Regions from separate parts of the Mus musculus genome. Here regions 1, 2, 4, 5, 6 and 7 are each linked to region 3. Evidence: chromatin contacts called from public Hi-C, HiChIP or PLAC-seq and promoter capture Hi-C data. All regions are on one chromosome and are shown on one strand. Each heading gives the region's core, a stretch centred on a gene start, on an enhancer-like site or on the middle of the called end of the contact. The rest is flanking DNA. Distances are from core to core; before and after follow the strand shown. Region 1 holds the start of Vapa (vesicle-associated membrane protein, associated protein A). Region 2 overlaps Ralbp1 (ralA binding protein 1). Region 3 holds the start of Rab12 (RAB12, member RAS oncogene family). Region 4 holds the start of Ppp4r1 (protein phosphatase 4, regulatory subunit 1). Region 5 holds the start of Ralbp1 (ralA binding protein 1). Region 6 overlaps Ptprm (protein tyrosine phosphatase, receptor type, M). Region 7 has its middle 120 kb from the start of Gm36201.

Evidence for each region. Promoter capture Hi-C pulls out the DNA fragments that hold promoters and counts their contacts. A called contact is a pair of places that touch in the nucleus more often than the background predicts. HiChIP or PLAC-seq counts read pairs in DNA pulled down with a chosen protein or histone mark.
Region 1: an H3K4me3 HiChIP or PLAC-seq map of bone marrow-derived macrophages shows a contact between it and region 3, with 6 times the contacts expected there. The contact joins the promoter of Vapa here to the promoter of Rab12 in region 3. A contact is called at or near these places in 3 of 39 promoter capture datasets (HPC-7-derived erythroid cells, hematopoietic stem and progenitor cells and pre-B cells), 1 of 484 Hi-C or Micro-C datasets (CD4 T cells), 5 of 115 datasets of contacts at active chromatin or transcription factors (bone marrow-derived macrophages, effector CD8 T cells, embryonic stem cells and 2 more) and 2 of 9 other capture datasets (adipose tissue and liver).
Region 2: a contact with region 3 is called in an H3K27ac HiChIP or PLAC-seq map of microglia, with 4 times the contacts expected there. The contact joins the enhancer-like site here to the promoter of Rab12 in region 3. A contact is called at or near these places in 1 of 39 promoter capture datasets (the HPC-7 cell line), 1 of 484 Hi-C or Micro-C datasets (the HPC-7 cell line) and 4 of 115 datasets of contacts at active chromatin or transcription factors (large pre-B cells, microglia, pancreatic cancer cells and 1 more).
Region 4: a contact with region 3 is called in a promoter capture Hi-C map of the HPC-7 cell line. The contact joins the promoter of Ppp4r1 here to the promoter of Rab12 in region 3. A contact is called at or near these places in 6 of 39 promoter capture datasets (the HPC-7 cell line, embryonic stem cells, hematopoietic stem and progenitor cells and 3 more) and 2 of 115 datasets of contacts at active chromatin or transcription factors (astrocytes and pancreatic cancer cells).
Region 5: a promoter capture Hi-C map of the HPC-7 cell line shows a contact between it and region 3. The contact joins the promoter of Ralbp1 here to the promoter of Rab12 in region 3. A contact is called at or near these places in 8 of 39 promoter capture datasets (the C10 cell line, the HPC-7 cell line, HPC-7-derived erythroid cells and 4 more), 1 of 484 Hi-C or Micro-C datasets (CD8 T cells) and 5 of 115 datasets of contacts at active chromatin or transcription factors (astrocytes, effector CD8 T cells, memory CD8 T cells and 2 more).
Region 6: a Hi-C map of Sertoli cells shows a contact between it and region 3, with 6 times the contacts expected there. The contact joins the enhancer-like site here to the promoter of Rab12 in region 3. A contact is called at or near these places in 1 of 39 promoter capture datasets (hippocampal neurons), 1 of 484 Hi-C or Micro-C datasets (Sertoli cells) and 2 of 115 datasets of contacts at active chromatin or transcription factors (astrocytes and embryonic stem cells).
Region 7: a contact with region 3 is called in an H3K27ac HiChIP or PLAC-seq map of extraembryonic endoderm stem cells, with 13 times the contacts expected there. The contact joins the enhancer-like site here to the promoter of Rab12 in region 3. A contact is called at or near these places in 2 of 39 promoter capture datasets (hippocampal neurons and liver) and 5 of 115 datasets of contacts at active chromatin or transcription factors (astrocytes, craniofacial prominence, embryonic forebrain and 2 more).

The regions. Positions count from the first base shown.
Region 1 is chr17:65,612,135-65,614,834 of GRCm38.p6, forward strand. It overlaps Vapa (vesicle-associated membrane protein, associated protein A), which reads right to left and starts at 1,421. Exons shown (of 6, transcript NM_013933.3): 1 at 1,086-1,421. The coding sequence starts at 1,164.
Region 2 is chr17:65,852,417-65,855,164 of GRCm38.p6, forward strand. It overlaps Ralbp1 (ralA binding protein 1), which reads right to left. Exons shown (of 10, transcript NM_001198949.1): 7 at 1,676-1,783; 8 at 274-395. Among named protein-coding and RNA genes, the nearest start is that of Ralbp1, 31 kb to the right of the region's middle. Within about 2 kb of position 1,490, at least 26 of the 459 cell types and tissues checked have an H3K27ac peak or open chromatin away from gene starts, as enhancers often do. A contact at or near this core is called in microglia, where this site is marked.
Region 3 is chr17:66,518,295-66,520,994 of GRCm38.p6, forward strand. Rab12 (RAB12, member RAS oncogene family) reads right to left here and starts at 1,376. Exons shown (of 6, transcript NM_024448.2): 1 at 1,054-1,376. The coding sequence starts at 1,276. Gm41608 (a long non-coding RNA gene) reads left to right here. Exons shown (of 3, transcript XR_876914.3): 1 at 1-651.
Region 4 is chr17:65,781,999-65,784,698 of GRCm38.p6, forward strand. Ppp4r1 (protein phosphatase 4, regulatory subunit 1) reads left to right here and starts at 1,357. Exons shown (of 20, transcript NM_001114131.1): 1 at 1,357-1,451; 2 at 1,626-1,670. The coding sequence starts at 1,445.
Region 5 is chr17:65,883,484-65,886,288 of GRCm38.p6, forward strand. Ralbp1 (ralA binding protein 1) reads right to left here and starts at 1,440. Exons shown (of 10, transcript NM_001198949.1): 1 at 1,195-1,440.
Region 6 is chr17:67,303,687-67,306,465 of GRCm38.p6, forward strand. All of the region lies in intron 1 of Ptprm (protein tyrosine phosphatase, receptor type, M), which reads right to left. Among named protein-coding and RNA genes, the nearest start is that of Gm52313, 15 kb to the left of the region's middle. Within about 2 kb of position 1,330, at least 44 of the 459 cell types and tissues checked have an H3K27ac peak or open chromatin away from gene starts, as enhancers often do. A contact at or near this core is called in Sertoli cells, where this site is marked.
Region 7 is chr17:67,511,599-67,514,298 of GRCm38.p6, forward strand. No RefSeq gene overlaps it. Among named protein-coding and RNA genes, the nearest start is that of Gm36201, 120 kb to the right of the region's middle. Within about 2 kb of position 1,298, at least 26 of the 459 cell types and tissues checked have an H3K27ac peak or open chromatin away from gene starts, as enhancers often do. A contact at or near this core is called in extraembryonic endoderm stem cells, where this site is marked.

The sequences.
Region 1 (2,700 bases), core at 171-2,670, 910 kb before region 3:
GTACTGGAATCGATGTGCGCCTAAGGAAAATTGTTTTCATCAGTTCCTGAAATTAAAACGCAAGGTATTAACTTTCGGGGGGGGGGGAGGGGGGCACTTTACATTTAAAGATAGGAAGGATCACGTTTTCTCTTTAGCTCCATTCTTTTGGTTCTCCTTAAAATAAAGTAAATTGTTCTGTGTAACGTTTCGTTTCCTACACACTGAGAAGGCAAACCGCCTTGGATCTGAACAAGAATCACCAAGCCACTGTCTATCACAGTCAATGCTCCAAAGTCAACAGTTCCAGAGCTGTGTGGCACCTTAGCAGCTTTCTCGGGATACGCAGGGAAACCGCAAGCGTAAGCGGGTCACAAACGCTGAAAGAATTCTTCAGTAAAGACAGTGTGCACTCAAGGACTGGGTCCTCCGTACCTAGGGACAATCCGAGCTGACACAAGGGACCCACTACCATTAACCTCTGACCATGCATGCCCCAGCTGACGCACAGCTTTCTGCCGCGCGCCTGGGGGCCGTGCCAACACGCGGGGTCAGTCCCAGCCAGAGACTCTGCTGCCTGGTCTCCCGGCTCAGCCAGAGTCCCGCACCTGACCGGGAAAGACTCCGGGCGAGGCCGCGACCGTGAACGCCTCCTCGCCCGCGGCGGACCGCGCCTGCCCAAAGCCGCCGAACGGCGCCCACTGGCGCCCGCCGACTAGGGAGCTCCGGCTCCCAGTCGCCCTCCCGCACCGCCCGACCGCACCGCGCCGCGCCGCGGCCGCCCCTGGGGCAAGGACGCCATGCGGGCCGGCGGGCAAGGCGCGGGCGGGCTCCCACGGCGCCCCCGCGGGGCCGCAAGATGGCGGCGGAGCCCTCCGCGGCGCCCGGCGGCTCCCTCCCCTCCCCTCCGCAGCGCAGCCCAGCCCGGCCCGGCCCGGCCCGGCAGCGGCGGACGGCGAGGCGCGGGGCCGAGGGACGCAGCGGGGCCGCGGCTCCGACGCTCGGCCGGGGCGTGGGGGAGGGGAGCACGGCCCGGCCACCCCGCCGCCGCCCGCCAGCCCCAGCCCCAGCCTCAGCTCCGCTCCGGAGCGTCCCAGCCAGCCTACCTTTGAATTTGAGGTCTGAAGGAGGGTCGAGGACCAGGATCTGCTCGTGCTTCGCCATGGCCCCGGAGGCGGACGCCATAGGAGACAGCGCAGCGCAGAGCGGGGGCGCGCCCGCGGCGGCGGTTCGCTGGCGGGGGCGAGGGGACGGTGGCGGCGCCGGCTCCGCGGAGCTCTAGGACGGGGCCAGGCTCACGATTCCCGAAGCTCCGCGCCTGCTGCCGGGCCGCGGGGGTCCCGAGGGCAGCCTGTCCGCTCAGCAGCTCCGGGTGTCACAACTGACTCAACCCCACACCAGCCGCCGCGGCCACGCGCACTGCGATCCTCGGCGCCCCACGTGACGGGCCCTACGTGCCTACGTGCGCGCCCCCGCGGCCTGGAGCCCTCGTGCTGGCCCCGCCCTCCGGGCCTAACTGGGGGGTGGGAGGGGTCAACGCTGAGCTAGTGCGCCTGCGCACCTCCGACTTGGCCGCAGCTCCGGGCGCCGCGCCGCTGTCAATCTCCGTAGAGCAGGGTCGGGGGGGCGGAGCGGGGCTCTTTGCGGGGAGACGCGGTGCACGGCGCCCCGGGAAGGGGGTGTCGTTCTTGGGGCCCTGGAGCTGCGAGTGCGGGGCTGGAGCGCCGACTACGACGCTACCTCACGGCGTTCCAAGTGGAATTCCGAACGGAAGAGAGTCATGAAGCGCCGGGTACCTCGACTCCCAGCATGCCCTGTGCGGGCGGCGCCTCCGCGGTGGCTGCTGGGAACCGGGAAGGCGACCTGGGTCCGTTGGAGGCGAGTGGGTGGGGCCGCTGACGCGGCTTTTGGCTCGCCGAGGGCGTCTTGTCTGCCCTGGAAAAGAGAAGGGTTTTTGCAGGCTGCCTGGAAGCCAGGCATCCCAGGAGAGACCGCCCTTTGGGAGAGCGGCAGGGCGTGTCCCTCTGGTCTGCTGGGGATTCCTTCCGCCCTCAGCGAACGTGCGCTCCGTTCTGCCTGCTGTTCCAAGACTGCCTCCTCCCCATCTCCCTCCTGCCCAGCCAAAGGAAACACATCTCGCTCACAAGCGAACGAGTTCCAGGGGAAATCTGTGCCAGGCACAGTTTCTCTACAAGGGTAGAAACGAAATCTCTGTTCCTACAGCGTGGAGTTCACGTGCTGTATCTACAGTGTGGTTCACTTCAAACTCATACCCAAATCTGTTTGCCACATTCTCGTGCTAGGGACGAATTTTATCTGTATCACTTAGGAGAGCCTGTACCAAATGAGAAAAAAAAAAAAAAATGCCAAGCAAGTTGCTGACAGATATTCAGCCCCTTGCCAGGGTATCCAGGGACGGGAAGAGCAAACAAAACAAATGGATGTGCTGTAAAAACCTTTATTGTGTCCTATGGTGCTGCTTGAATTTAAATCTCTAGGAAGCTCCGTGCGAAACAAAGCACATATTCATGCTTCTGCCACGAAAAGGCACTCTAGATTGCTTGGAAGTAAATGTCGAAATGAGCAGTCTAGAATACAGCTAATTAGACTTTTTCAACTTGCCGCCCCGACACCTGAAAAACTTTCATGCCACTCGAGGTATATAGGATATAATAGTGGTATAAAGCAAACATTGGTCGTTTAAAAAAAAAAGTTTGTTTT
Region 2 (2,748 bases), core at 240-2,739, 670 kb before region 3:
GGGTCACAAGCTCTATGGATGCCAAACAACCCTTTCCCAGGGGTCGCCTAAGGCCACCATCTGCATATCAGTATTTACCTTACAACTCATAATGGTAACAAAGTTACAGTTATGAAGTAGCAAGGAAACAATGTAATGGCTGGAGTCACCACAACAGGAGGGGCTGCTAACGGCTCCATGCACAAGGAAGATGAAAACCACTGAACTTTTAGCTCAGCTCTGCTCATATACAGCACAACCCGGCTGGAAGCTTCCAGTCCGAGGCCCCTGTACCTCTGGATCTCCGCAATTTCAGCTCGGAGGCGGTCGATCTCTTCTTTCTCTGAGGCGATCTGACGACGCAGGAACTGCTCCATGGCCAGGAGCTCCTCCTGTTCTGTCAGGATTTCATTCTCCTGAAACAATGACAATGGGTGGCACCTGTCTGAGCTCTGCTAGAGGAAATGCCACCTCTCCAGAGCCTCTCCTGTCACCCTGCTCGGTGCTGAACACAAGTTACTACAACAAAACCATGCCACTGTCTCAGAATCAAGAAAAGCTACACCAAGTCACGTTGAGAGAAGGTCTAGACCCTTCTTAACAACAAAGTGCACACAAGGGCCAGCTGTAGCTTCTGCAAGGCTCCCATGAGCCCCCTACACCCCGGCAGAGGACCCAAAGGCAACATCTGCTTTGCCTTGCTCGCGGCCGAAGAGACTGCTCGGCGGATACGAGCACTTGCTCTTCTTCCAGAGGACCCACATCTGGCTCCCAGCAGCCACATCAAGGACTCACAACCATCTGTTGGAGGGAGGTCCAACACCTTCTTCTGGCCCAGGGGGGATCTGAATGCATGTATGTGCAATACATATGCACAAATAAACATGATCTAAAACTCATCAGCTTTGGCTTCCTGTCTCTCAGGATTCAGGGTCACAGTGACTTTTCAGCATCACTAGGAACAGGACCCAAGAGATGCATGTGTGGCTGGTACCAGTGTCAGGTGTGGGGCAGAACAGACAGAAGGAAAGGTTACAGGATCTCCCTCACTGTCCCCAGCCACGCCCTTCAGATCAAAGTAAGAACTCTTGACAGGTTAACCATTCCTAAACTGCTTGAGAGCAGTGATGTGGAGAGCGCCCTGCCTGCACTCCAGCTAGGGCTCTCGGGTCTAGAGCAAACAGTAGAGAGAAGATGCCTTGGAGGCAAGAGCACCAGCAACTCCTTCCAAACAAGGGGCACCGTGGGCACCGTGGGCACTGTGGGCACAGTCCAGGAACCACTGAAAAGTTCCCGAGTGAGAGAGGCCACTTCTCCATGCTCAAACACAGACCCTCGTCGTTTACCTCAGAGCATATATGGATGAAGTTATACTCCAAGAAAGCTGAGGTGGGAAACTCTAAGAAAATCATCTGGGGCTTCTCTCTCCTCAGAGTTTTTGTTTCTGTTCTTGTAAATCAGGAACATGCCACAATACTTCTATGTCGACTTACAGAAACGAGGAAGCTAAACAGAAGGCAGCTTCTTTCTCCCTCCACACTTAACATTTCAGCACACACAGCACAAGGGTAGGGCCACAGAACAGGAACAACTTCTTTGGAGTTCATTACAATTTTGGTTTTAAAAAGTCTATAGTTGTGCTTCTATTTGAAAAATGACCAATAAATCCCTTTAGAAATCAAAAGGTATAGCTTGCCTGGGCAAGAAGGATATTTATAACTTCTTCGTTTTCATTCATTTCTTCTTTGGAAACATCCTCTTTTGAAAGACTAGCTATCTCCTGTGCAATCTTGGTTTCACACTCCTGTCAAAGACAACACATGATGAACTGTTCGGCCTACATGTAACACACAATCAACAAATGGTCCTCTTAAATTACAGAAATGAAGAAAACCCCAGCAGCAGTAGGGAACTGTCTGTAATGATGACCGGACATTTGCTAACTAGGCTTAGAATATACTGTAGGTAAGAGCAGGGATGGTGGTACCCGCCTTTAATCCCAGCACTCAGGAGGCAGAGGTAGGAGGAGCTATGTGAGTTCAAGGCTAGCTTGAAGTTCAAGGCCATAGTAAATTCCAGGACACCCAGGACAACAGAAAGACCCCATCTCAAAAAGAAAAAACCAAATCAAACCATAAAAGACTATGATGTGGTTCGAGACTGCAAGGTGGCCCCGTGGCAGACACTTGGTATCAAGAAGCCTTCCCTAGGACTCACACAATGCAGAGAACTGACTCTGGCAAGTTGTTCTCTGACTTCCACACTCGTGCCACTGCATGTCCATACCCACATGCACACGCACACACAAAGAATAAACATTTTAAAGTAAGAAAAGACCATGACATGGTTATCTCGGTCTGTGGCTACACTATGAAAAATGCTTATTTCTGATGAATATGCTCCCTTAATCCTGACTGCATGAGATGTCTTGAAGGGAGCTACTGGGTGTCAATTTCATAATGTAACTAATTTTACCAAATACACATAGTCAAGTAACCACCACCACCCTGTTAGGAAACATTGCCCTTGCTCCATCTGTTGGTGCCCAGCACCACAGACCTGCTCTCAATCCTAACAGCTTCTCTCTCGGGTCTCAGATGAACTGGCTCAACAGGTCATTTCTCTCTAGCTTTATACTTGGCTTTAAGATGCTTCTGTCTGTTATGCTGGTGTGAGTAGTTGCTCAGTGACAACCAGTGTGTGAACTGTGGAGAGCTTTTGGAGCTGCTTGGCAGAAATCTGACATTGGGGTCAGGACAGGGAGGTAGG
Region 3 (2,700 bases), core at 126-2,625:
CTCCAAGCTGAGATTTTGTTTGTTTTGAGACAGGGTCTCTCTGCATAGCCCTGGCTGTCCTGGAACTCACTGTGTAGACAGACCAGGCTGGCCTCGAAATCAGAGATCCACCTTCCTCTCCTTGGGGCTAGGATTCAGGGAGAACGCTAGATTTTTTGTCACTCTGTCCAGTCCCTCCTGCTCACCCCCTTTTTCTATAAGCCACCCCAAATGAGAGTTTTCCAGGTAGCTTTTCCATGGTCACAACTGTTTCCCATAACCCCAACAAACCTCTATGTCAAGCCCTGTCAATCCAGTGTCACTAAAAACATTCCCTTGCAGTTTCAAACCCAGATCCCGAGGAAGGTAACAGGAGCGTTACCTATGGATTTCCCGGTAATTCACCGACCTCGGGTGGGTGCCGGGAAATCGCCCTTACTTTGCCCGCCTATCCACCCGGTTATTTGAGGTCAAGGATAAACACAGCTGAAATCCCTTTGCCCTACATTTGTGCACAGAACAAGAAAGAAACCCGAGTGTAGCTTTAGCGCGAACTGTCTCTGCAACAAACTTCTTTTCTGTAAACCACGAAAATAGACAGAAAATGAGAAAGCAAACCTTGGTCCATCCCTCCAGCCTGCAAAGCTGCGAGGTCCGGACCCATTTAAGATGGTGAGTAACCCCGGGGCACTGCACTGGTGGGTGGCCTTCAGCTCTACTTTCGGTTCACAAAGCCGTTTTCCTGGGTGAGCAGGAGTAACGGACCGGGAGTTTCCGCGGATGCATCACCCGGACCTCATGACTGGTGAAGGCTCCGGGAGGGAATGTTTGGGCTTCGGGGGTCCGACACCCGCGGAAAGGCCACGGAAAAGCTCGGTCTGGCCACAAGAGAGGGTCGGGCTTCCACGGAGACCTGGGCTGTGCGCGGCTCGGATGCCAGATGTGCCCACGGCGGGTATGCCCGGGCATCCGTAGGATGATTCGTTGAGGCCCTGGGAGAGGGTCAGAGCTTCCATGGGGACAGGGACCGGGCCCCGACCTCCCCCAGGCCCACCCGCCACAGGCCCGGCGTACCCACGGTGGACTTGCAGGCCTCGCAGAACGTGTCGTCGGTGAAGCGCTCCATCAGGCTGGTCTTGCCCACGCCGCGGGAGCCGATGATGATGACCTGCAGCTTGAAGTCGGCCGGCCTGGGGGGCTGCTTCCTCCGGCGGGCCTGGCCGCCCGACAGCGCCGGGGAGACCGCGCCCAGGCTGCCGCCCGCGGGCCGCCGGTGCAGCGCGGCGCTGGGATCCATGCACGCATACGGCTCGCGCTCGGGCCGCCGTCCGCGCGCCCCGGGCCCCCGCGCACCCTCCACCCGCTCCGCGCTACCGCCGCCGCCGCCGCCGCCGGGAGTAGAGGAAGGGAAGCAGCTTCTCCGCAGCAGCGGTAGCAGCATCCCGGACCGGGAGGGGCAGGAAGCGCAGGCGCGGCGCCACGCGGGACTGGAGCCCGCCCCCTGTCGGTCGGAGGACCGAGCCGTGCGCTCCGCTCCGTGGGGTGTATGTTATGTGTGGGTCGCTCTCCGTCACCCCTGTTCCCTCGGCCCTCCCCACTCGGCGCACTTTCACTCGTGGTTTATCCTCATCGTGCACCGTTCCCAAGAACCACACACTTCTTTTTAGCAGCCCGTCCCAAACGTGTCTCAAAGTGCATATAGCCTGTGATCATCTTCCAGAATTTAGGGTGTTTGGGTGCTGGGGGTCTCGGTCTGGCCCACGCGGGGTTAGGGTGTGAACGCCACTTTGGAGGAAGCCCACGTACCCTGGCAGGGCCGCACCTCTGCGTGCACTTTTCCTGTGGGGCCCCGAGGAATCAGCTATCTTAAATGGATCTTAAAAGTCTTCCTCAGACTTACAGTTCGTAAAATTCAGTGAGTGACATGCACCTTAGGGGAAGCCAGCAGGTAAAAACTCAGATGACAAGCGACCTAAACTCCGAAGGTTTAGGTACTGACTTGGGTGTGTTATTTTGCCATTTCTACTTGAAAGTATTTACGGCTACAGAAGCTTGCCAGGGATTTATTTAGCAAATTCCTTTGCGTGAACTTGAGCACCTCGGAACACAGGGTTCTAAACATGATAGGAGCTGGCATGCTTGCGAAGAATGATCACATTACTCACCAAATTTCAGCCGTATTTAGAGCTAAGTTTACTAATACATAGCGCATGCGTTTGTTTTGCCATGGATGCACAGTTGAAGAAATCACATTATTTTGCAAAAGTAATCCCAATTGGATTTTTAAAAATGTTATAGCCTATTCTAAATTATCGTTCTTTTTTTCTTGGCGGTACTGGGGATGGAACCTAGAGGCTCACATGGGAATGAATGAAAAGACTCTTTTCATCTATCACTGTTGCAAAAACGTCAATACAAAAGAACAACAAAACAATAAGCCATACACCCTGTTGCAGACTCCAAAGGATGATATAAATGCAAGGTATTCAACTGTTCCTAGTAGGCAGGTGACTCTGCATAACTTGTAAGGTTAAAGACCCTGGCATCCAAAATAGTATCTCTTCCCCCATAGGCAGGTCTATAATGTACCAGAATAGTGGATGTCTTAAATGGGGGAGTTTGGAAAGAAATCCACAGGACTCGGGTTCCATGCTTGTTTGCGTCTTTAAGCCAATTATCAAGGTTACTCCAGGATGCTTCAGCACTTTGGCACATACCAGA
Region 4 (2,700 bases), core at 107-2,606, 740 kb before region 3:
CTAGGGCGGGAGAGATTGGTTGCTGTTTGTTAAGTAGTTGTGAGTAAAGAAACAGGAAGAAGAAATTAGATATACCTGACTACGAAGATCAAGCTTGCTCCAAGAAGCTCATCAACCCTCATCAGCAGGAAGTAGTCCAATATATAATGATGGCCCCTTCCACCCCTACCCTTTTTTAGTATTAGGGAGTTGAAAGGGTGAAAGAAGAGGGGTGGAAGAAAGAACACACAAAGTAGCCAAAGACCACCTACAACTTGTTCTGATTCCCCGTGTTTTAAAATGCCAATATGTTGCCTTGAATTAGGACTATGGTGCAGAAAGGAACAAGCTGAACCTTTAAAATCCTCCTTTTTTCATATCAGACTCAAAAACGGGCATCATGTATGAGACTCATTTTACGGGCGACCATTCTGGAGACCTCACTGATGTTGGATTTAGACCTAAGACTCACAGAAATGGGACGGCGAACTGGAGTCAGAAAAATCTGGATTTTGCCCTACTTTGCCTGGGGAACCTACAAGAACCGTTTAACTCTCTTCAAACAAAGGGACCAGTAAGATGTGTGATAGTTCACTCGAGAAAAGCGCTGCCAATCCCAGGCACCCGGCGACCGGACTCCCGAGGTAGCAAGCACGGTGCTGGATTCCTGACAGTCTGCCATTCCCCGGAGAGGCGGAGGGGGCAGGTATCCTCGGCGATCCTCCCTGCGGTCACAAGGCTAAGAACCGCGGAGTGACTGGACTCGGCCTGGCCCGCGCGCCCGGGCCGCTCAGGGTCAGCTCGGGCGGGCGCCAGGGGAGCGCGCGGGCTCGGAAGCCGGTGCCGGGGCTTTAACGTGCCGCGCCGCACGGGAAGGCAGGCCGGCTGGGCCGGCGGAACTTTTGTCATTCAAACCGTCGTCCGGCCCGGGGCCTGGGCTTTGTTCAGTCACTCGCGAGGCCTGGGCGCGCGGGCGGAGGCGGCGCTTCCTCCACTCGGAGGCGGGAGGCTCGGCCGCGGACCGCCGGCGACGCACGAGCAGGTCTGGGAGGGGCGCGGGCGACGAGCGGCGCGCGGCGGAGCGGGCGGCGGCCAGCGGTGGGCGAGGCCGGTGACCCAACAGAGCTGCGGGCCGCGGGGACCCCGCCCGCCCGGCTCGGGCACACGCCGCAGGTCCCCCGGCGGGCAGCTCGTGCCGCGCTCCGCACGCTCGGCGCCAGGGCGCCTCTAGCCACGGGTGGGAGCGCGCCTCGGGGCCGGGCCGGCCGGGCGCGGGAGGCGGGCGGCGGGCAGCGGGCGGCGGGCGGCGCGCGGGCGGGCGGGCGTACGGGAGCCGCCGCCGCAGGCCCGGGCCTCGGCCCGCCCCGCGCGCGCCCCCGCCGGCCCGCGCGCGCCCACCGGCTCTCTACTTGAGCGGCTCGCGGAGCGGGATCCCGGGAGACGAGGAGGCGGGGGCGAGCACAAGATGGCGGGTACGTGGCCCCAGTTCCCCGGGCGGCGGCGGCGGCGACGGCGGCGGCTCCCCGCGCTCGGCAGTGCCCGGGAGAGGCCGGCGCGGGGAGGCGCCGCCGGGCGGGCGGCGGGCGGCTGGGGCGCGGCGCCGGCCCGGGACGCTGACCCGGCCTTTCTTCTCTCCCCCGGCGCAGACCTCTCCCTGCTCCAGGAGGACCTGCCGGAGGACGCGGACGGACGTGAGTGGCGGGTGGCCTGGCAGCCCCGGAGGGCGGCGGGCGAGCGGGCGGACTCGGGACCCCGCCGCGCTGGGGAGCACCCGCGTGGTCGGACCTCGGCCGCCGCCCGCAGGCTCGGGCCGCGGGGCGGCTGTTGGGGAAGCAGAAGCCCGTGGGGCGGAGGCCGGAGAGGGGACATGGGTGTGTTTTTCCTGAGTGTCTTCCGCACCCTCGCCCCGATGAAGGAGGCGGCGGGTGCCGGGAGGTGTTTCCGCAAGGCTCGGGGGGCTGTGCGGCGTGCGGTGCTCGGCCCGCCCTCGGGGGTTCCCTCGCCCTAGTGTGTGCTGGTTACATACCTGTGTTGTACTTGACCTCTGAGCCGTTTCGGGTCCCCACCACCACCACTCACTCACACATTTGATTTCCGATTTTCGGGGAGGTTAGTAGGTGTGACCTTGGCAGGATGCAGTGACTAGGTTCAGAGAGCAGCTTTTTAAAATTGGGAGTGTTCAAAGCTCATTCTGGTACTTAAATGCTAAAATTGCAGGTTTCCGTTGAGATATTAAAGTTTTTAAAGAGTTGACTCTTTTTGTACATTAAAAAACAAAAAACAAAACCCAGTCAGCTTGTGGACATTGTTTCCATGTGGTGAAGGAAATGAGTTATTTAGAAAGATATCTTTCATTTTGAGTGTGTTTTGTGTTTTTCTAAGCTTCAGAAAATAATGGTGGTTGGAGACAGAAAAGACTATGACTTAGCTAACTTTATATGGGAAGAAGTTGTGAATTACACTTAAGTAGAAATGCTTTCTACTCGTGTTAATGTTTGCAGATAGAGTGACTGGTGGAAAATGCATTTTAGGAATAAAGTGTGCACAAAATGTTATTAAGTGTAGTTCATGGGAGATCTGAAACCAAGAAATATGCAGAGTTGAGCTGGTTGCTGTGATACAAGAGCTGTCTGGTGAGGGGAGAGAGCCTGCCTGGACTGGGGAGTGTGATTTCATACCTGTTCCGGTAATCCAGAGATGCCTTCGCGAAAATTGCTCTTA
Region 5 (2,805 bases), core at 190-2,689, 630 kb before region 3:
TAAACTAACCTATCTCTCTTGGGTCTATGGGACACACTGAAAAACAAGAAGCACTCTACTGACTGCAGACCTCTGAAAATGCTAACACCACTAACAGGAGTTCTTCATTTTGAAGAAGACATCCAGGACCTTGAAATCATCGAGATAATTCCTACTACAGAAAGTGATGGGACCTTTCCTTAAAGTGCTGTCTGAACACTAAACCAAAAGTAGGCTTATAACTTATCACTGAGTACTTTGTTAATAACGGCCAAGTATAGGTAATGCTACCCCAAAGCACCAGTGTTAGCCCACCCCCGTTCCATCAACACCACCAAAGCTGGGCAGTGCAACAGCTCAATGCCCACACTATAGCACTTCTGTCACAAGCACAGACCTCTAATGAAAACAGCTGTGATCTCTAAAAACCTTAGGGTACGCACGCTGCTCTCTCTGGAAGAATCCTTGTAATAATCTCCAAACTTGAACCAGCCCTACCTACTTCAGGAGACTGGAAAGTGGAGTAATTCGTCAAACCTGTTTCACAACGACATATTTAAAAGATGGAAAAAGAAAGCTGGCCTCGACTGAGAACACTCTGGTACGAAAACGCTTGAAAACGCCGTTGAGAATGGAGCTCCTAACTCCAGATCAGACAGAACACTTCTGAACCCTGGAACAAGTACCACTGCAAACAGGGTCGTCCCCTTGCCCAACGCCTGCCACGGGCGACAACAGGAGCTGTTCCCCCGACTCTACCCGGCAAACACGGAGACAGGTGGGCGAGCCAGATGCGCGAGGCAGATGCGACCCATAAACCGGAAGGCTTGCGTCAGGCCAGTCCCCGGCCGCAGCTCCGGCCAGGTGTGGCCCGCAGGGATGCCCCGAGGCCTGGAAGGGTCCGAGGAAGCAGCTGGACTCCCAACTAGCCTCTGGGTCCCAGAGCAACACAGGACACACCCGGGTGCTCCCAAGGAGGCCTGTCGGGCAGGCGGCGTGACCCACCCCAAAGGAGCAAGCTCCGGGGTGAAGCTTTCACGGACAACGTAAGGCGGGGCGGCCACGCCCCCCACCCCCAACTCCCATTCCGAGCCCGGGATCCCAAGCCCGGCACGCTGCGTGACAGGCGCGGGCGCGAGGCCGGGCGCCCGACGGCTCCCACGGACACCGCCGCAGCGTTGCGACCCCCGCGAGCGTCCGCTCCCCGCCACTGACCAGTGCCTGCCGCCGAGCGACCGTCCGCTCCGCTGCAGCCGCCGCCGCCTCCTCGCACTCACGCTTCCGCCACAACCGCCGCCTCCTGCGCTGCACCCCGGGCCGGCCGCGGGAGCCCCATTCCCACCCCGCCCAGCCTTCGCCTGTTTACAATGATTGGGACAGAACAGGACGAGCCGGCCCAGCGCGCACGCGCACGCCCTCCTCCCGCCGCAGCCGGCTTCCCGGGTCCTCGGCTCCTTGGCCGTGACGGCTAGGGCCGGCTAGGGCAAACGCCCCGCGTCCTCGCGTGGGGCACGCCGGGAGTTGTAGTTCTAGTTAACCCAACGCCCCGCTGCTGTAGGGCCCTTGTCTCCGACATAAACCACAACGCCCAGAAAGCACCGCGCCTCCCGAGCTGGAACTCGTTAAGGGGGAACAGGGAACCCGCGAGAGGATGCGCCAAACGCTAAGGCTCTGCAGGCGCCTGCGCAGTGTTCTGGGGAGCGAGTGGAACACACACACCTACCGGAGCGAATCCAAGTGAAAACAGTGTGGGAGCCCTGCGGAGCTCTGCTGGAAAGAAAGCGCGTTCCTCCCCAAGCTCTGGCCTGGTGTCCGCAGCTACTGAGAGTGACACTTTTCCCCCCAGCGTCTGCGTACTTTAAGTGGTTCCAACCAGTTAAACCAGCCTGGGCTGCTGACCCACCCCGCCTCTGGGCGGAGCACCTTGCTGGCCTTCTTTGGGCGGAGATCTTCCTTTGGAGAATTCTTGCCTGGGGGTTTGGAGAAAGGAGGCTTCTGGGGCCAGGGCTGGGCAATCCGCAGGACCCCTGAAGTGTGTTGACTTGCGGGAAACTGCTGGCTCCCACCCACTTGCCTCCGCAGTTAGCAATCCATACCCGAGTTAAAGCCGCACAGCATCACGTTCAGCTTACAAATAGAAACAGCTGCGTATCCTCCAGAAGTCCCCCACGAAGGACGGAAAACGTGTTGGCTGGTGCATACTGTAATAAACAGCACTCCATGGAATTATTCTGGGTTTATGACATTGGCAGTCAGAAGAGAGATGAGATTTCTAGTGTCTGCTTCTTCACTGATCCATCGTGTGCTACACTCCCAAGCCATCTTTGCTCAAATATGACAAGTCCATCCCCTTGTGCAAAAGAGTCACTCCCAGTGGAACACTGAGGTCCTAGAGGGACCTTTCCACAACCCCTGTAGCAATAAAACAGCCTCCATGAGAAGATGGCCTGTGAGTACGCCAGTTAAATTACTCCTTCCCGCTGGCAGTTCTGATTTGGTCAAGGGATAAGCACTGCCTGAGCGGGGCTTTATGGAGCCTTCCCTGGAATTGACATATGGGATAATGAGGTGGGGAAAGAGGCTTTTTTTTTTTTTTTTAACTGAGTAATTTACGTGTAACATCACGTGACTCGTTCACCGTGGAAGTGAATAAGGCTGAAAGCAGAGAAGTGGGGGACACAGCAAGGGAGAGGGAAAAGCAAGAGTGAAGACTGACTTCCTTCTGAGCCATAGTTTCTGCAGAGCCTTTAAGTGCCGCGTTTACGTGAGCCAATCCAGGAGTAATCTATGCACACTTTTTTTTATTATTTATTTGTGCTAATGGAG
Region 6 (2,779 bases), core at 80-2,579, 790 kb after region 3:
TAAGCAGCAGCATGCACAGCTGAAGTGTATGCGCTCACCATGAAATCCTGCTTCCAGTATCGGGCTGTCGCTGACAGTGTCTCAGAACAGTGTTGTCTACTCCTTAGGAGCCCAGAGTCACTTCCAGCATTCCTTTCTCCTCCTGTGAGCCAACACACACAGAACCCCAGGAAAGACCAGGCAGCCTTCCAACTCTTCCAGACGGAGGGTAGGTAAGGCAAATTGAAACCAGGAAGAACTCACAAATGCACTAAAGAACTGCTCCGCGGCATTCCTTGGCCTCCCACCTCTCAGACATTCCAGCCCACCACTCAGAGGGTGAACTTGGAGTCACTTCGCACAAAAGGCTTGGGCTGGGTGGGGCGGGAGATCTTCAGCAGTAGTTAAAGTGGATGGAATCCTCTTTGATCTCAAGTGTGGGTGGTTAGAGATGTAGCTCAGTGGTAGGGCATGGCCCTGCTTCCATTTCCCAGCACCATGAAAACAAACAAACAGCAAAAAACCCCAGATGGACAGACAGGCAAAAATCTATAATGTAAATGGTTTCAGGTGAATACGTCTTCATTGAGTGTGTGTAATCTTGGCTCTGAGGAAGTAGGATGGAAAGGAAGATATTAGGTCTTCAACAGCTTACAGAATAACAAAGAAGAACATTATTTAAAGAAATAACTGAATTCTGGGATGCCTACTAGTGCTCTGAATGGAGAGGAATCCCCACCGAATATGGTTCTACCAGTCATTTTAGGAATGAACCATGTGAGTTTCAGAGAGGAAGGAAGCTCACACCACCACAGTGTCAATGTCAATGAGGAATCTGGTGATTCAATTCACAAACAGAAGTATCTACAGTCAATTCAAGCTTCCTAAGGCTCCTTTACACACACACACACACACACACATGTACACAGGCATGCATGCACACACACACACACACATACACATGCATGCATGACAGACATGTACATATGCACATGCGCATACACACACATACACACACATACACAGTGTGAAACTATAAAGTCTTATGGAAAGAAAGTCCAACCCTTTAATGAATTCACCCTTTCTTCCTGCTCCCCACATCACAATATAACACAAAATCCCCTTTTCTGGGAAAAGGCCATCAGACATGATTTCAATTTCCAGCGCATCTACTCAGCTCCCGCTATTGTAATATCCTCCTGTGTTCTGTGGATTTGAACCTTGCTCTCTGTGATCAACAAGTCCTGGTGGTAAGATCAATGTCAAATGACCCTGCACAGCACAGTCATTCACATGAGGAAACTCTAAGAAACTCCATCTTGGGCACAGGCCAAGAAGGCGGTCCAGACAAATGAGAGACAGCAGGATCACATGGCCTTGTGACTAAGAAAGTACAGACAGGCTTTCTCAGCCCTCCCACCAGTAAGCCTTCCCTTGAGGAGCCGGCCCTAGCTGAACTCTTGTGCTAAAGCAGGCAGAGAGGGAATAGGGGAGTTGATCTGTAGGCCATGTGGACAAACTGGTGTACAAGTGTGTGTGTGTGTGTGTGTGTTTGCCACACATATGTGGGTGCCTAGAGAATCCAGAAGATATCATTAGATCCCCTGGAGCTAGATTTAGAGGTAGTTGTGAGCAATCTTACATGTGTGCTGGGAACTAAATTAGGTTCCTTGAAGAACATCAAGTGTTCTTAACTACTGAGCCATGTGTCCAGTGCTGTCTTATGTGTATGTTTTGTGCCCTGCTGTATTTATAGTGTAATCTCTCAGCAGTGAGGGACATGCAGCCCCCTATCTACCTGAGCTGGCTGCTGGTCCTCACCACCAAGCCTTCACCTTCCACACAACGTGTGTGAAGGGTAGTATGGAATAATTCAATCTGCAGGGCCAACAACACAGGCATCTCTTAGGTCTGGTAGCTAGACTCAGTAAAAAACAAGCTCAGCAACACATTACACCAAACAATGTAGGCTTCTGAGAGAACCCAGGTAGAAGCACACTAATGAGTACTTGGTGACGTCATTAACAAGACGGTCATGGATGGCATGTCTCACTTCCAGATTTCCCTCATTATATTAAGGGTATTATTTAAAATGATTTCATTTAAATTGATTTTTTTGTCCTCCAAAAACAAACAAGCCCCAGGAGTTAAAAAATTATCAAGTTTAAATAACAAAGAATAGGATGAAACTTCTTGCAAATCCCTAATTACAATTTCTTGAAACACTAGATTATAATTCTAAGCCATGGAAAAGACCTGCTGCTAAAGTGTACTATGACATATGTGGTGTTGCAGGGAAGGGTTATAAGAGGGAAACACCAAGTAGGACTGGATTTCTAATTCACATCACACCCACAAGAAACCTTCAAACTTGGATGTAACTTGTTAAAGTTGATCTTACAACAGTTTGTCCATAAAGTCCCCTGAAGGGGAAGCAGCACTCTGCAATGAACCCCGCTTTAAGACGCCAGTTATAGAATAAGCATGCAGCTGAACTAAAGACTGGTGGCATATTGATCCTGGTCAAACTCATTACCTGTTTGCCAATGGCAACTGATGCTGCCCTAATGGAAAAGGAGAAGAACACCCACCAGGATTTCTCATTAGGCGAAACACTCGGGCAGATGATTTGACTGGGAATAACAGTCAAATTAACTGGACCGGCTGCCTAGATGTGATTCAATTTTCTCTAAAGAGAGACACCCCTTCGCGACAAACAGCCATTTGGTTCTTCTTCTTTGTCTTCTTCTTTTTTTTTTTTTTTTTTTTTTTATCATCACTTATTATCACTTCAGACTTA
Region 7 (2,700 bases), core at 48-2,547, 990 kb after region 3:
ATGTAATCACTGTTGTTGGTGGAGGCCATGATCCTTTCTCACCCAGCTGGCTCCCATCACCAGTGCGCATGAAGGGTAAGCACATATGCACCTGGTTTCTGCTGAGCAAACACCCCCACCCCTGACAAAGAAGAAAGACCACTTGAGCCTTCCTAGAAGGCATCTGAGCCCCAGCTCCCCAAAAGGTGTGAAATTTATACCTAAGAATGTTCAAAAATATATTTCACTTAAATGACTTGAATTACTTCACATAAGAGGAGATACACAGTGGTGGCTTCACTTCCGGATGTCTAAGGGGCACAGTGGCCACAGCATGAAGGGACCTTGGTGGGAAACCCCAGGTGTCTGCCTGTTATTGTCACCCAAGGACCCAGTATGAGCCATCAGGAGACAGCATCCATCTCTCAGCCCCCGTGCCTCTCTGGTCTCACCAGCTCCTGCTCTGACTCCCCACAACCGCCGAATTTGATGCTGTCTTCATCTCTGGTCTGTCCTTTTTTAACCATTTGCTGGTTTGATTTGTCTTTTCCTCTCTCCTGTGTCTGAGGACGCAGGCAGGCTCTGTTAGCCCCTTTCCCTTCTTAGTAGGAGTCAGAGGAACCAGGCCTAGGGAGTGTCCTTTAGCCACTTCCTTTTGATCAGGGAGAAAAGGTGTGGTTTGACTCCCCACTTTTGGTCTCCAAGCCCTTGCTGCCAAATCTGCCTAGACACTTACGTTGTTCAATGTGTTTTTCTCTCTCCAGCATCAGCAGGCTGCTCGTGTGCCTGACTAACTGATTTTTTCCATACTTGGATAGTGATAGTGATGGGGTCCCACCATAAATGGATTCTGTCCTTCTTTTCTCCATATACCATTTGTTCTTTGCTCCTCAGTGTTTCAGAAATCCCTGTAAACACACACAGACACACAGACACACAGACACACACACACACACACACACACACACAAATAACTCCACACTTCTTGTAATTTTTGACATTTTCCAAACAGCAATTGCTTCATACACCATTTAGCTAGGTTCTACCCTAATGGGGGCAGGATCACATCATAACCGGTTTTAGTAACTCAACAAAACATTTGAGTTCAAGCCCCGCCGTTTACCAAGACCCTAATGCATTGTTCCAAACAATGAAATAGCATTCCTATCAGACAAGGCCATCTTTTTCCTGCCAGGGTCCAGTGGACCCTACTTCAGGAGGAGACACATATAAACCGGAAGCCCCGCCTCTTCCTCTTCCTCCACCTGGTCCATTTGCCAGGACACCTCCGGAAAAGCTGCTCTCCCCTCGGCTGCACTCAGCACAGACCTGCCTGGTAACTTAAGGGCTGGCCTCTGCTCACTCAGAGCCTGTCCCCAGCTCCCCTGGGCTGTTTATCTCATTCCTCTTCCTGAGACACAACAGAGTCAGTCCAGGCTCAAAACACTATCAGAACAGGACTTTTTTCCCCTGCAGATACGCATAGGAACAACTTTGGGATATAAAGACTTAAAACAATGAACATTGTTTGAGATAGAATAGGGCTAAGTCCTGTACAAACAGCTGGATGAAATATATCTCTATCTGCCACTGTCTCTGATTTAAACAATACATAAGATGTTTGTGTAAAACTTGGCATAGCTAGACATGCCTGTCATGAATTGGACCCAGCCCCTCCTGGCAGCAGCTGGGAGAAAGTGACATCTTTCCCTAAGGCTCACTTCTTGCTCTTCTGCATGCACTCCCTCCCAGGACAGCATCAGATGGGTTTTCTGACATCTGCTACTGCATCCTGCTCATGTAGCCTGGCAACAGTGACCAGGTACCCTTGCTGGAACACGCTGCTTCTCCCCAGGCAGGAGACACTGGGTCCACTTGCTCAGTTTTTCCTCATCTGTGCCTCAGGAACAGCCTACCTAGAGTAAGTCCTTAGTGTGACCTTCCCATGTCAGCTCTTGGGTGGCTGAGAGTCCATGAGAAAGCTGCAGATGAGACACAGTGGGCCTCAGGACAGTGACCTTGGCAGGGCATGGTCTTGGTTGAGGGGCTAAGTCTGGAGTTAGGGAGATATGGGTCTCTGAGGGCCCCAGCACATTCAGGCATCCTCTAATTTCGTCTTCTCTGTACTTAAAGCTCTTGTTTTTCTTTAATGTTTCCTTGCCTCTTGCAGAGAAAAGGAAAAACTAGACCAGGTCACATGTAAGCATGTGTTCACCTGTGGTCCACCTCTCTATCTGGGGTGTGCTTCTCTAGAGAAGGATTCTTGATTGCATTTGTGTGTATACAGGCACGCACATACATGCACACACATGCACATGCACAAAAAGGCACACACATACATGCCCACAATACACACACACATATATCCACAACACATACGCACACAAACACATACACACACATATACGCATGCATACTCGACTGCACAGATGTACACTTCCATGTCCACATGCACACAAACACACCCATGCATTTATACACACAAACATACACATGTCCTCCCACATGCATGCACACATGCACACACCCACACACACATATACACAGGAACAGACACACACCCCAGGGAATCTGTACCTCAAGACGTGCCGGAAAGTCACCATGAGGCAAAATGAGATAGACCCACGGGAGAAAGGGCCTGGAGGCTTTCTGAGGTTTTTGTTCCCCTTATTGCCAGTAGAGATTTCACGTCTACATCTTCTCCAGTGTCAATATGTGGGG